3 separate regions of the Mus musculus genome follow, and all the other regions are linked to region 3. The links are chromatin contacts, called in public HiChIP or PLAC-seq and promoter capture Hi-C maps. All regions are on one chromosome and are shown on one strand. Each heading gives the region's core, a stretch centred on a gene start, on an enhancer-like site or on the middle of the called end of the contact. The rest is flanking DNA. Distances are from core to core; before and after follow the strand shown.

Region 1 (3,636 bases), core at 215-2,714, 300 kb before region 3:
TTTTTTCCAGACAGGGTTTCTCTGTGTAGCCCTGGCTGCCCTGGAACTCACTCTGTAGACCAGGCTGGCCTCGAACTCAGAAATCCACCTGCCTCTGCCTCCCAAGTGCTGGGATTAAAGGCATGTGCCACCATGCCCGGCTCTATGTTTTTCTTTTTCTTTGTGTTTTTTTAAAGACAGGGTTTCTCTGTGTATCCCTGGCTGGCCTGGAACTCACTCTGTAGACCAGGCTGGCCTCGAACTCAGAAATCCACCTGCCTCTGCCTCCCAAGTGCTGGGATTAAAGGCATGTGCCACCATGCCCGGCTCTATGTTTTTCTTTTTCTTTGTGTTTTTTTTAAGACAGGGTTTCTCTGTGTATCCCTGGCTGGCCTGGAACTCACTCTGTAGACCAGGCTGGCCTCAAACTCAGAAATCTGCCTGCCTCTGCCTCCCAAGTGCTGGGATTAAAGGCGGGAGCCACCACACCTGACCTGGTTTTGTTTTTCTAAACAGGGTTTCTTTCTGTAGCCTTGGCTGTCCTGGGGCTCACTCTGTAGACCAGGCTGGCTTCGAATTCAGAGATCCTCTTGCCTCTGTCTCCTGCTGGGATTAGAGACAAGTGCCACCACCACCTGGCAAGAAATATTTTGAAAACATCTATAGAGGTGTTTGATAAGTACTTTGCATTACCCTCCTAATGGCCAATCCCAGCAACCTTGTCAGGTAGGCCGTATTTTCATTTTACAAGCGAAGAAAAGGAGATGTGAATGTGCTCAAAGTTACCCTGTCTGTACAGGTGAGGACCCAGTGCAGTCCTAACTAAAGTATCTCTAGTACTTTGGTGCTATTAGGATAATTTTAGTTTTCAGTTAATATCTATTTGGTCACTTATTTCGTGTTGCATCTGGACAGTGCTCCTGCAGAAATCGGAAGACAGATCCAGGAGCCGTTTTCTCCTGCCATGTGTGACCTGATCGAACTTGGTCTTCAGCTTGGTAGTAAGACCAAGACTTAGTACCCGTTGAGCCATCTAGCTATGAGGCTGAGGGAGGGGAAATTACTCGTCATACTGGAAGTGAAGGGTCACCCAATTATTCTACTTAGGAACTAGAATTAGAACTTTCCTGCAGTGCATCATCTAGTCCATAAATTAGAGGGGGGAAATGAGATTTAAATATTTATTAAGTCACCTGCATCATTTCCATTCATCTTTGCATGATCAGGTGGGAAAACAAAGGAAACATGATTTCTTCAAGATCAAATAGCACAATATTGACAACGTCGGGTTCAACATCTTCAGGTCTAGAGGCTTCTAGGGACCAATCTCTTGAACTCAAGACCCGGCCTCAAGAACGCCCTCTGACCTCTTAGAGCGGTGCATTCTGGGATTTGAAGTCTCACGTGCAACCCTATGCCCGTCTTCACTGCCCTCTGGTTCGTTAGAGAGCCTCTCGGAATTAGCCAATGAGAAGTGCTCGGGTCCTGGTCGCCTGGGAAACCCCGAGACAACAAGATGGCGGCGCCGCGGGACGGCTCGCTGGCCCCGTGGTGAGTGCCATCTCCGGGCCTTTCTGCCCCGCTAAGTCTTCCCGCAGGCCGCGGCCCTCGTCCTGACTCCGAGGGTCGGCGACATGCATGACTTGGCTCAGGAGGGAAGTGGGGACCATACTCACCGTGTCCGCGCGTGGAGGCGGGACAGGCGGCGGAATCCTGGGGCGGGCTTTGGGCGCACTAACCTTCTTAGTGCCAACGTGCCCAGCAAAGGATTAGGAGGATGTCGCGCAGCTATCAGGCTGTCGCCTGGTGTGTCGAGTGATAACTGCCTAGGGCAGCACTCAGTTTGGTCCTTCAGATGAAGAAACAAAGGACACGTTTGTAACCCTCACCGGAGGCGACAACCGTATCTTTACAGACTTAATGGGTTGTGACATAGGCCTGCACTCTATGTAGGGGCCGAGGAGAGAGGACTGGAGTACGAAGCCTATCTGGCTACATTGCGAGTCCCAGGCCAACCAGGGTAAATCAGCGAAACTTTACCTTAAATTAAAAAAAGTAAAATAAAACAAAGCCAGGAGTGGTGGCTCACACCTTTAATCCCAGCAAAGTTTGAGGCCAGCCTGGTTTAACAGAGTGAGACTCTTGTCTCAAAAACAAAAAACAAATAACTAAACAAAATAGAAGCTGGGCCTGGTGGTCTGCAGACGTGTAAAGCTACTCAGGAGGCTGAAACAGGCGGAGCACATGTTCAAAGTCAGCCTGGACTTTAGAGCCAGTTCAAGGCCAGTGGGGGCAAAGACCTTTATATATATTATATATTTATTATTATCATTTCATACATATATGTGTCTGCATGTGTGTATGTGTACCACATGCATGTCTGGTGTCAAAGGAGGCCAGAGGAAGGCATCACCGTCCCTGGAACTGGAGTTACAAGAGGTTCTGTTCTGAGCTGCGATGCAGTTACTGGGAACCAAACCGAGGTTCTTCAAGAGCAGCAATTGCTCTTAACCTCTGAGCCATTTTCAAGCTTAAGACTTTATTTCAAGCTGGGCATGGTCGCGCACGCCTTTAATCCCAGCACTTGGGAGGCAGAGGCAGGCGGATTTCTGAGTTCCAGGCCAGCCTGGTCTACAGAGTGAGTTCCAGGGCAGCCAGGGCTATACAGAGAAACCCTGTCTCGCTGGTTGAGGCCAGCCTGGGCTACACATTTTGGGCTGGTGAGATGGCTCAGTGGGTAAGAGCACCCGACTGCTCTTCCGAAGGTCAGGAGTTCAAATCCCAGCAACCACATGGTGGCTTACAACCATCCATACGAGATCTGACTCCCTCTTCTGGAGTGTCTGAAGACAGCTACAGTGTACTTACATATAATAAATAAATAAATCTTTAAAAAAAAAAGAAAAGAAAAACTAAAAATAAATTTAAGGGGCTGGAGCGATGGCTCACCAGTTAAGAGCACCGACTGCTCTTCCAGAGATCCTGAGTTCATTTCCCAGCAACCACGTGGTGGCTCACAACTATCTGTAATGGGATCCGATGCCCTCTTCTGGTGTGTCTGAAGACAGTGACAGTGTACTCTCATATATAAAATAAATAAATCTTCAAAGTCAATAAACAAATTTAAAGGGACCGAGTGTCTTGCTCAGCGGTAGATCCTCTCAGCCCCCAGTGCCAAAACAGCAACAAGAAAATATCTCTGGCCCAGGGGAGCGAGAAGGCACAGTGGTGCCCAGGAGAAATCCCCAGACTGAAGGCACTAGCTAGGTCTTATCCACAGGGCCCAGGGCTCACAGGACGGGCAGTGTAAAAGCTCCCGAAGAATTGTCCTGTGTCACAGGAGAAAAGAACCCACAGCAGAGACAGGGTGGCATTTGACCTGAAGGGTTTGGGAGCTGATAGAATGGAGAGAGGCTAGAGAGAGGAAAACGGTGCCCTTGGGTGATGGGTCCCATGAAGAAGGGAAGATGGAGGAGGTGAGTCTCTGGGGCAGTGATTTTTCTGTGGTGGTTTTACTGATAACAGAATTGATACAGCCCGCACATCACTCTGCACTTTGTAAATTCTAGTCATTTTTTATAAAGATTTATTTATTTATTTTATGTATGTGAGTATACTGTAGCTGTACAGATTAGATGGTTGTGAGCCTTCATGTGA
Region 2 (3,552 bases), core at 259-2,758, 300 kb after region 3:
GTAGGCACCAAGCAAAGAGAGTAACTTCGGATTGAGGGGCGGTGCTGCGGCCTGCCTGAAGGGTCTTGGGCAGACCAGGAGCCAGGAGAGGCCAAGAAGGTGGGGAATCGCTTGCAGCTAGAAGTCTTGGCGGGAGGTGTGTGTTGGGGGGGGGGGTGCTTACCTCTTTGATTTTCTCTCGCTGAGCTCGCACCAGACTCTGGGACTCCTTACTCTCATCAGTCCTTGTCCCCAAGACCGGGTGTCGAAGGCGGCTGCGGAAACCATTGTAGTCGAAAGTGAACCGGACGCTCTCTTCCTGCGGCCTGAGGGCTGCAACCCTGTTGCCTTCCTCCCGGGGCCCGGTGGGGCGGGTTCGCCGCAGCCACCCTTTCCTACGGAGAACACCGACCAGGCGGCTGGGATCGTCCTCACCCGGGGCCGGAGCCGCAGGGGCAGGGTTGGGAGGCGGCTCCTGCTCTGACACCGAGTGGTGACCGGCGATTTCGGCCATCACCTCCAGGCCGGGCTGTTGGGTCCGCGAGGCCGAGAAGAGGCGCTTGAGGCGAGAGGAATGGGGCAGAAGGAACAGGGCGCCAAAGCACAGGGTGACGAGGCCCGAGAGGAAGAGCAGGAAAAGGAACTTCTGCGGCAGCCGCAGCCCCCACGGCGAGGCCGGGACGAAACCCGGCACTTTCCTCACCAGCATCGCGGCGCGGCCAGCAGGAGGGGGCTGTCAGCTCCGCCCGGGGCCCCGGGAGTCCTCAGAGTCCTCAAGGGTGGGGAGCAAGAGTGAAGTGGCTGGGGTCCCCGAGCAAGGCTGCGCACCTCGAGGCCGCCGCTTCGGGACCCGCCCGAAGTTCAGGGAGTTTGGAGCGAGTCCTCCCGCGCGGGGGCGGGGGCGCGGCGGCCTCGGCGGGGCCCGGGCGAGGGGGGCTGCTCGGCTGGAGCCCGGGCCCGCCGTGCGCCGCAGCCTGCCCTCCGCCTGATCCACGGAGCCCGCGCCCTCCCGCGCCTTCCCGCGCCGGAGTGGTCACATGCCGTCCGCGACGCCCTCGCGGAGGGTGCGCAGGACGCAGGCCCCGACCCGCCGGCACCCGAAGTTTCAGCCTCTGGAGCAGTTTGCAAAGGGAACCCCCGGGGCTTGCAGGGCGAGCGCAGCTCCTAGAGCGCGAGCCCAGCCGGTGGTGACGGCGCAGGGCCCGGCGGTCGGGACACGTCCACAACTTTGCTCCGCCGCGCGCGGTTGCCGCTCCCGAGGCTGCGCGGGACCCAGGGGCTTCAGATGCTCGCGCGGGGAGAGGGATACCCGGGAAGCGCGTGCGAAGCCTGCAGCTGGCCTCTGTCAGCCCTGGGCCTGCCGCTGAGCCAGGAAGCCTTGGCTCCGGCGCCGCAACTCGGGAGGGCGCGGGTCTCCTGCTGCGATCACCTGTTCCCGGCCCCGCGGCTCCGCTAGCCGCGCAGGCTCACCCGCCGCAGCTCCAGACGGGCCGCCGCTGCTCCGGCTCTCACTGCGACAGCGCCGCTGCCCCGCCCCCCGCCAGCCACGCCCTCAGGCCACGCCTACAGCGCGCCTCGCGCCCCTCCTCTCCGCCCGCCGCGGCACCGCAGTTCGGCCAATGGGGAACCTAGCCGGGAAAGATGGGCGGGTCACAGTCTGGGCCACGCCCCCCGCTCCAAATGCTGGCGCTGCGCTCCCCCATCCTGCTAGCTCCAATGGTCCAGCTGCGCGCTGTGGAGAGGGCGGGGTGCAGAGCGGAGAGAGGTCATTGGCTGCTTCCGAGGGATCCCCGATGGGCCACAATCACCCATTGGTTTCTGCCCAGCGTTCGCTGGACTCCGAAAGACCGAGACGCCCCCTCCACCGCCCACCTCCGCCTAGCGCCGCTCTGTGTTTCGGTCTCCCCCCGGAAGGGCCAGGAGACCAGGTTGTTCTGTAAGGCGCTGCCCATCGTTGGGCGACCCTGTCACTTCTCAGCACCAGCCGGGGATTGCCAGGTTGCTGGTAGCCAGGGATGCCCAGAGCTCAGACCAGCCGCGGTAGTACAGCTGCTTCGCTCTGGGGGGGATGGGGATGGCTGGACCAAACCCGAGAGCTGTGGCTGTGGTTATGTCTGGCTGAATCAGTATTTCCAGGGTTCCTCGCAAACCGCCACCAAAAATGTGGCCAAGGCCCTTGGGTGGGGTTGGCGAGGGATGCTAACATGAGAAGCAAGAAGAGAGAGGGACAGACAGAGAGAGAGGCGGGGACCTGGACATATGCACGGGTCATACATAGGATATGCATGTATGTGAACATTTGCATTTTTATGCATACAGAGGCTACCTTGTGGGTGTGTGCTTACATGCAAATATACACTTAATTTCAGCACGGACACCCTAGCAATTATGCCAAAGTGTATCTAGACAGGTCTATATAAGCAAAACATTGACGTGCACAGGCATACCCAAGCCACCTCCACAAGCCCACACATACACCGGCATGTGTTATCAGACACCGTGTGCCCCTGCCCCAAGACACATGCATCCGTGGACTTTAGTCCTTCCCTTGCTGTTAAACCTCACACCGGGGGCCAAAATAACACTGCTGTGTGGGTCTCTCATGCAAAACTCTTTATAGAGACAACAGCATAGGGAGAGACAAATTAAGAGGTATAATAGGCAAGGGGGAAAATATCTGCTTTCAGCTGCAATTTGAAAGACAGAAAATACTGCAGGGACGCCTTTCCCGGAGAGGAGGCAGCCCAGGCAGGCTCTCACCTCATAAATCTTTCTTCTTCCCTGAGGCTTTCTGCAAATGGGCTACTGAGGCTTGCTTCTAACCCTGGCCAAACCATTGCCAGCACGCCCACTCCTGACATTTAAATACCCCTGGCATATAAATTTCTCTCTGCTGAAAATAAAAGATAAAAGACTACTGTCGCTAACAGGTGCAAATATTTTGGTCACCGGAGATGAATAATTTCTCCCAATACACCTAGCTTATATGTAAATTTCTACTTCAAATGTTTCAGTCTCTTATGAGTTTGGCTGGCAGGAGTCAGTTCCCTGGAGTTAGCTCGTGCATGAGATAAGCATGTGTGTGCTCCTTAATGCAGTAGCCCAGAGGCCTAGCCTGGTCTCCTGCACGTCTCCCTTGTCCAAGCTTCTCAGTGGATCCTACAGGAGAGTCCTGGCATATACTTGGGGAAGGAGGTAGGGACCTAGCCTTTAATGTCAGCTTGTCTGCACTGAGGGGGTTGGGGGGCACGGAGACAGAGACGGAGTGTGTGAGTGAGTGTGTGTGTGTGTGTGTGTGTGTGTGTGTATGTGTGAATGTGTATGAGTGTGTGTGTTTGAGTGTGTGTGTTTAAGTATGTGTGTGTATGAGTGTGAGTGTTTGAGTATGTGTGAATGTGTATGTGTGAGTGAGTATGTGTGTGTGTGTGTGTGTGTGTGTTTGAGTATGTGTAAACGTGTGTGAGTGTGGATGTGTGTGTTTGAGTATGTGTGAATGTGTGTGAGTGTGGATGTGTGTGAGTGTTTGAGTATATGTGAATGTGTGAATGTGTGAATGTGTGTGTGTGTGTGTGT
Region 3 (3,608 bases), core at 851-3,350:
TTAGCTTGGTGTACACTGCAAGTTCCAGCATAGCCTGGGTTGCTTAAAAAGACACTGTGCCCCCCCCCCCAAAGCAAGCCAGTGAGATGGCTCAGAAGATAGAGATACTTGCTGCTTGCTAAACATGACTGAGTTTGATCTCCTGGCCCCTCAAGATAAGAGAGAAGAGCTCCCTCTCGTTATCCTCTGACACCCACAAACACACTGTCATACACGCATTTCCACGCATTAAATAAACAAACGTAATTAATTTAAAAACAACAAAAAAAAACCAACCCTGGCTTGATGGCATGCTATAATCTCAATGATGGGCAACAAGAGTCCGACAGGTAGGTCCCTGGAAGCCTACGAGGTCAAGCTCCAGGCTAAAGGGAGACCCTGTCACAAACAAAAGGATGGGAAGCACGTGAGAACCAACAGGAGAGGTTGGCCTCCGCGTGCACATGGTTACGCTTACCCACCCACGGGAACGCGTGGGAGCTTGCGCGCGTGCACGCGCTCCTTTCTCCCTCTGCAGCCAGCACTAACTGCCCCCATGTCTCACACGCCCTTTCCTAACTTTCAATCCTGTCTTTCCCTGCTCTCTGCTCCCACGCTCAGGGGACACACTCACTCTCCTCAGAACTCCAGTGGCATTTTATCTCTCTTTTATGACAGGAGCTGCAGCTGCTTCACCATCATGTGACCCACATGTGTCTTGCAGCGGCAGTCTTGGTTCTCCAGTGTGTGTGCTCAGCCTCGGGGGAGGAGGGTCGGGCCGGGGTGGGGTGGGGTGGAGTGGGTGGAGTCTGGCAGAGGCTCCTCCCCCTTCCCACTGGCTGTGCGGTCCACAGCCTGCAACAGAATTTAGCTCCTCTTCCCTTCCTCCTTTTTGTATTAGTGGGTGTCTTAAAATTTGCGCTGGAAGAACAAAAGAGGAAAAGGAATAGTAGAGAGAAAATTATTGCCTCCCAACGTTAAGTAGAGTGACTCTGGCTGGCTTCTTGGGGTTTTTCCTCTGGACCAGATGATTGGCAGGCAGGAAGGTGTGTGTGTGTGTGTGTGTGTGTGTGTGTGTGTGTGTGTGTGTGTGTGTGTGTGTGTGTGTATGTGTGTGTGTGTAGTAACAGCTGTGGCCTTAAACAGTTCAGGACTATGAGTTCTTCAGTTACACACGTGTATGTGCCGAGGCAGGGACAGGGGTGATTGCAGGGAGCGTTGGCAGCAACCATCTCCAAAGTCTCTCTTTGCCCAGGCTTGCTCTGGCTTGCACACTGATCCTCCCAGAGGAGGACTCAGAATGTCCAAACAAACCGCGGGGGTGGGGGTGGGGGGCAGGGCCCCGCCCATGCAGGTGGTTTAGGCTGTAAGGAATAGGAATTGAAATGTTGCTTGCTTTAAGCCGGTTCGTGGGCTGAGTTAGACCTCTCTGCCTTGCTCTTGAGTCTGCAAAATTGGTCCAGCTACCTCCCTTCTCGGAAAGCTGTTGAGAGGGTTAGATGAAGCAGTGTTTATCAGAGACTTAGTACAGTGCTAGCTGAGGAAGAGCTGGACCTCAGTGGGGCGTTATTAGCCAGGGAAGGCAAAGTCTGGGCTGTAATCACTACAGCAGTTACTGTCAGATAGATACACGGTAGGTGCGGGGTCATTACGCAATAATCCTGAGACAGAGTCATGCATCCCAGGCTTGCCTTGAACTCCTAACCCTCCGGACACCACCCTCCTCAGTGCTGGGGTTACAGGTGTTCATCGCCGTAGCTGTTTTCTATAGTTCTGGGAATTGAACCCAGGGCTTCTTGTATGCTAGAACTGAGCCACACCCTTATGGTTTGTAGGTTTTGAGGGATCTGAGGACTAGCTCATCACCACTATCTCCTCACCCCACCAGAGGGAAATGAAGACCACAGTCCATAGGGCTGGGGATGGAATGGGTCGCTACCTAACAAGTGTAAGGCCCCGGCTTCCACCCCGCCACTGCAGAAAGACAACCGAAAGACGAGCCTGAAAACGTTGGCAAAGTCGCAAGTGTAAATAACGAATATGATTTAGTGAGTAGCTGGCAGGAAGGTCGGCTGGGGTGATAAGGATGTCAGGAAGTGGACAGGGTTGGCACATGACCTAGAGAAACAGCAAGTGAGGGAGAGACCAGCAAGAGGCTGTTCTGTGTTCTGTCTTCCAGCCAGCAAATTCCCGAGCACCCGGCTTTGGTCCAGCTGGTGATGAGATGGGGGCCGGCCAGTCTGTGTGCTTCCCACCCATCTCGGGACCCCACCACATTGGCTGCACGGATGTGATGGAGGGTCACAGTCTTGAGGTAAGTGTCCCAAGCTCCGCCCCTGCTCTGTTCCACTGCGGGGACTTCACCAGCACAGGTCCAAGTGTGTAAGTTCTGGGCTGCTAAGTTACAGCTGGGCAGAGTTTGGACATCAGCCTTTTGGCCTGTTTTCCTGCTGGCTTTTAAATTCCTCATTTAAACTCTTAGAACCTCCGCAGATGGCCGAGTTCTTTCTGCAGCAAGGAGGAGCCAGAGGCACCTCACAGACCCTTTCTCCTGTCGTGAGTCCAGGCATCTGACCCTAGAGAGGTTTTTCGATGCCATCCTGATGTAGGGGGACAGGATGAAGCATAGTGGGCCACAGGCCACTGTCCTGACTCTACAGCTTGGGTGGGAAGATGAGGTCTTCACCTCTAGCCTCCCATTCACTTCTCTCTGGTTTCTGAACCTCCTGCCAATTCCTAAGCTTTTCTTTTTCTTTGTTTCCTCTTCCTCCTCCTCCTCTTCCTCTTCTTCCTCCTCTTCCTTTTTAACATTTTTGAGGTTTCTCATGTAGCTCAGGCTGCCCTCCAACCGGAAATGTAGCCAAGAATGACCATAAGCCCCTGATCCTCCCACCTCCAGGACTTCAGGCACGTGCCACCATGACCCAACAAGTTCCTTAGGTTTTTGTCCCCGGTGGTTGGGCTCACCTCTGTTCTGTGAGAGACACCCACTTCCTGGTAACCCCTCTCCTGCTCCCTCTCCTGACCAAGCCTTCTGCTGCCACTGAGTTCATCCTAAGAGCAAAGACCTAGCCCCCCCACCTCCCTCGTTCGCACGGAGCCTAGGTCCACAGTATGGCGCTGTTCCAGGATGTAATTGGAAATGCACTTGACAGTCAGGACATAAGCCCTCTGATGTGCTAGCCACAAAATTGTTTCTGGATCGGAGGAAGCCTCTGTTTCTCTGTTGGTGCCCCAGACTCCTGCTGACCCCAAATGCCTAAGCTTTGTGGTCCCAGCAGCTGCTCCCTTCTTTTCCCCAGGGGAGCCTCTTCCGACTCTTCTACCCTTGCCAAGCATCAGAGAAGTGCGAGCAGCCCCTGTGGATTCCCCGCTACGAGTACAGCATGGGTCTGGCCGATTACCTGCAGTATAACAAGCGCTGGGTGGGGTTGCTGTTCAACGTGGGTATCGGTAAGGCTGGCCCGGCCCTGGCTGCTTCCCGGGTGCCTGGTTACATCCCCAGAAGAGACCCAGGCAGACACAGGAACTATTTAGCTTGCATAGTCCAGTCCTTGGTTTGGAGAGATGGGAGAGACTTGGACGCGTGAGAATCTGGGTCATGGGTTCAAATCCAGACTTTGTAATTT

What was found. HiChIP or PLAC-seq counts read pairs in DNA pulled down with a chosen protein or histone mark. Capture Hi-C pulls out chosen DNA fragments and counts their contacts.
Region 1: a promoter capture Hi-C map of adipose tissue shows a contact between it and region 3. The contact joins the promoter of Ubxn11 here to the promoter of Pafah2 in region 3. A contact is called at or near these places in 2 of 484 Hi-C or Micro-C datasets (B cells and embryonic stem cells), 1 of 115 datasets of contacts at active chromatin or transcription factors (bone marrow-derived macrophages) and 2 of 9 other capture datasets (adipose tissue and liver).
Region 2: an H3K27ac HiChIP or PLAC-seq map of the HPC-7 cell line shows a contact between it and region 3, with 10 times the contacts expected there. The contact joins the promoter of Man1c1 here to the promoter of Pafah2 in region 3. A contact is called at or near these places in 4 of 39 promoter capture datasets (the 3T3-L1 cell line, the C10 cell line, liver and 1 more), 1 of 15 datasets of contacts at CTCF or cohesin (embryonic stem cells), 21 of 484 Hi-C or Micro-C datasets (B cells, the C2C12 cell line, CD4 T cells and 12 more), 6 of 115 datasets of contacts at active chromatin or transcription factors (the HPC-7 cell line, astrocytes, embryonic basal ganglia and 2 more) and 3 of 9 other capture datasets (embryonic stem cells, macrophages and pancreatic islet).

What each region holds. Positions count from the first base shown.
Region 1 is chr4:134,101,119-134,104,754 of GRCm38.p6, forward strand. It overlaps Ubxn11 (UBX domain protein 11), which reads left to right and starts at 1,465. Exons shown (of 15, transcript NM_026257.3): 1 at 1,465-1,530.
Region 2 is chr4:134,702,782-134,706,333 of GRCm38.p6, forward strand. It overlaps Man1c1 (mannosidase, alpha, class 1C, member 1), which reads right to left and starts at 1,509. Exons shown (of 12, transcript NM_207237.3): 1 at 164-1,509. The coding sequence starts at 688.
Region 3 is chr4:134,400,812-134,404,419 of GRCm38.p6, forward strand. Pafah2 (platelet-activating factor acetylhydrolase 2) reads left to right here and starts at 2,101. Exons shown (of 10, transcript NM_001285874.1): 1 at 2,101-2,293; 2 at 3,282-3,432. The coding sequence starts at 2,204.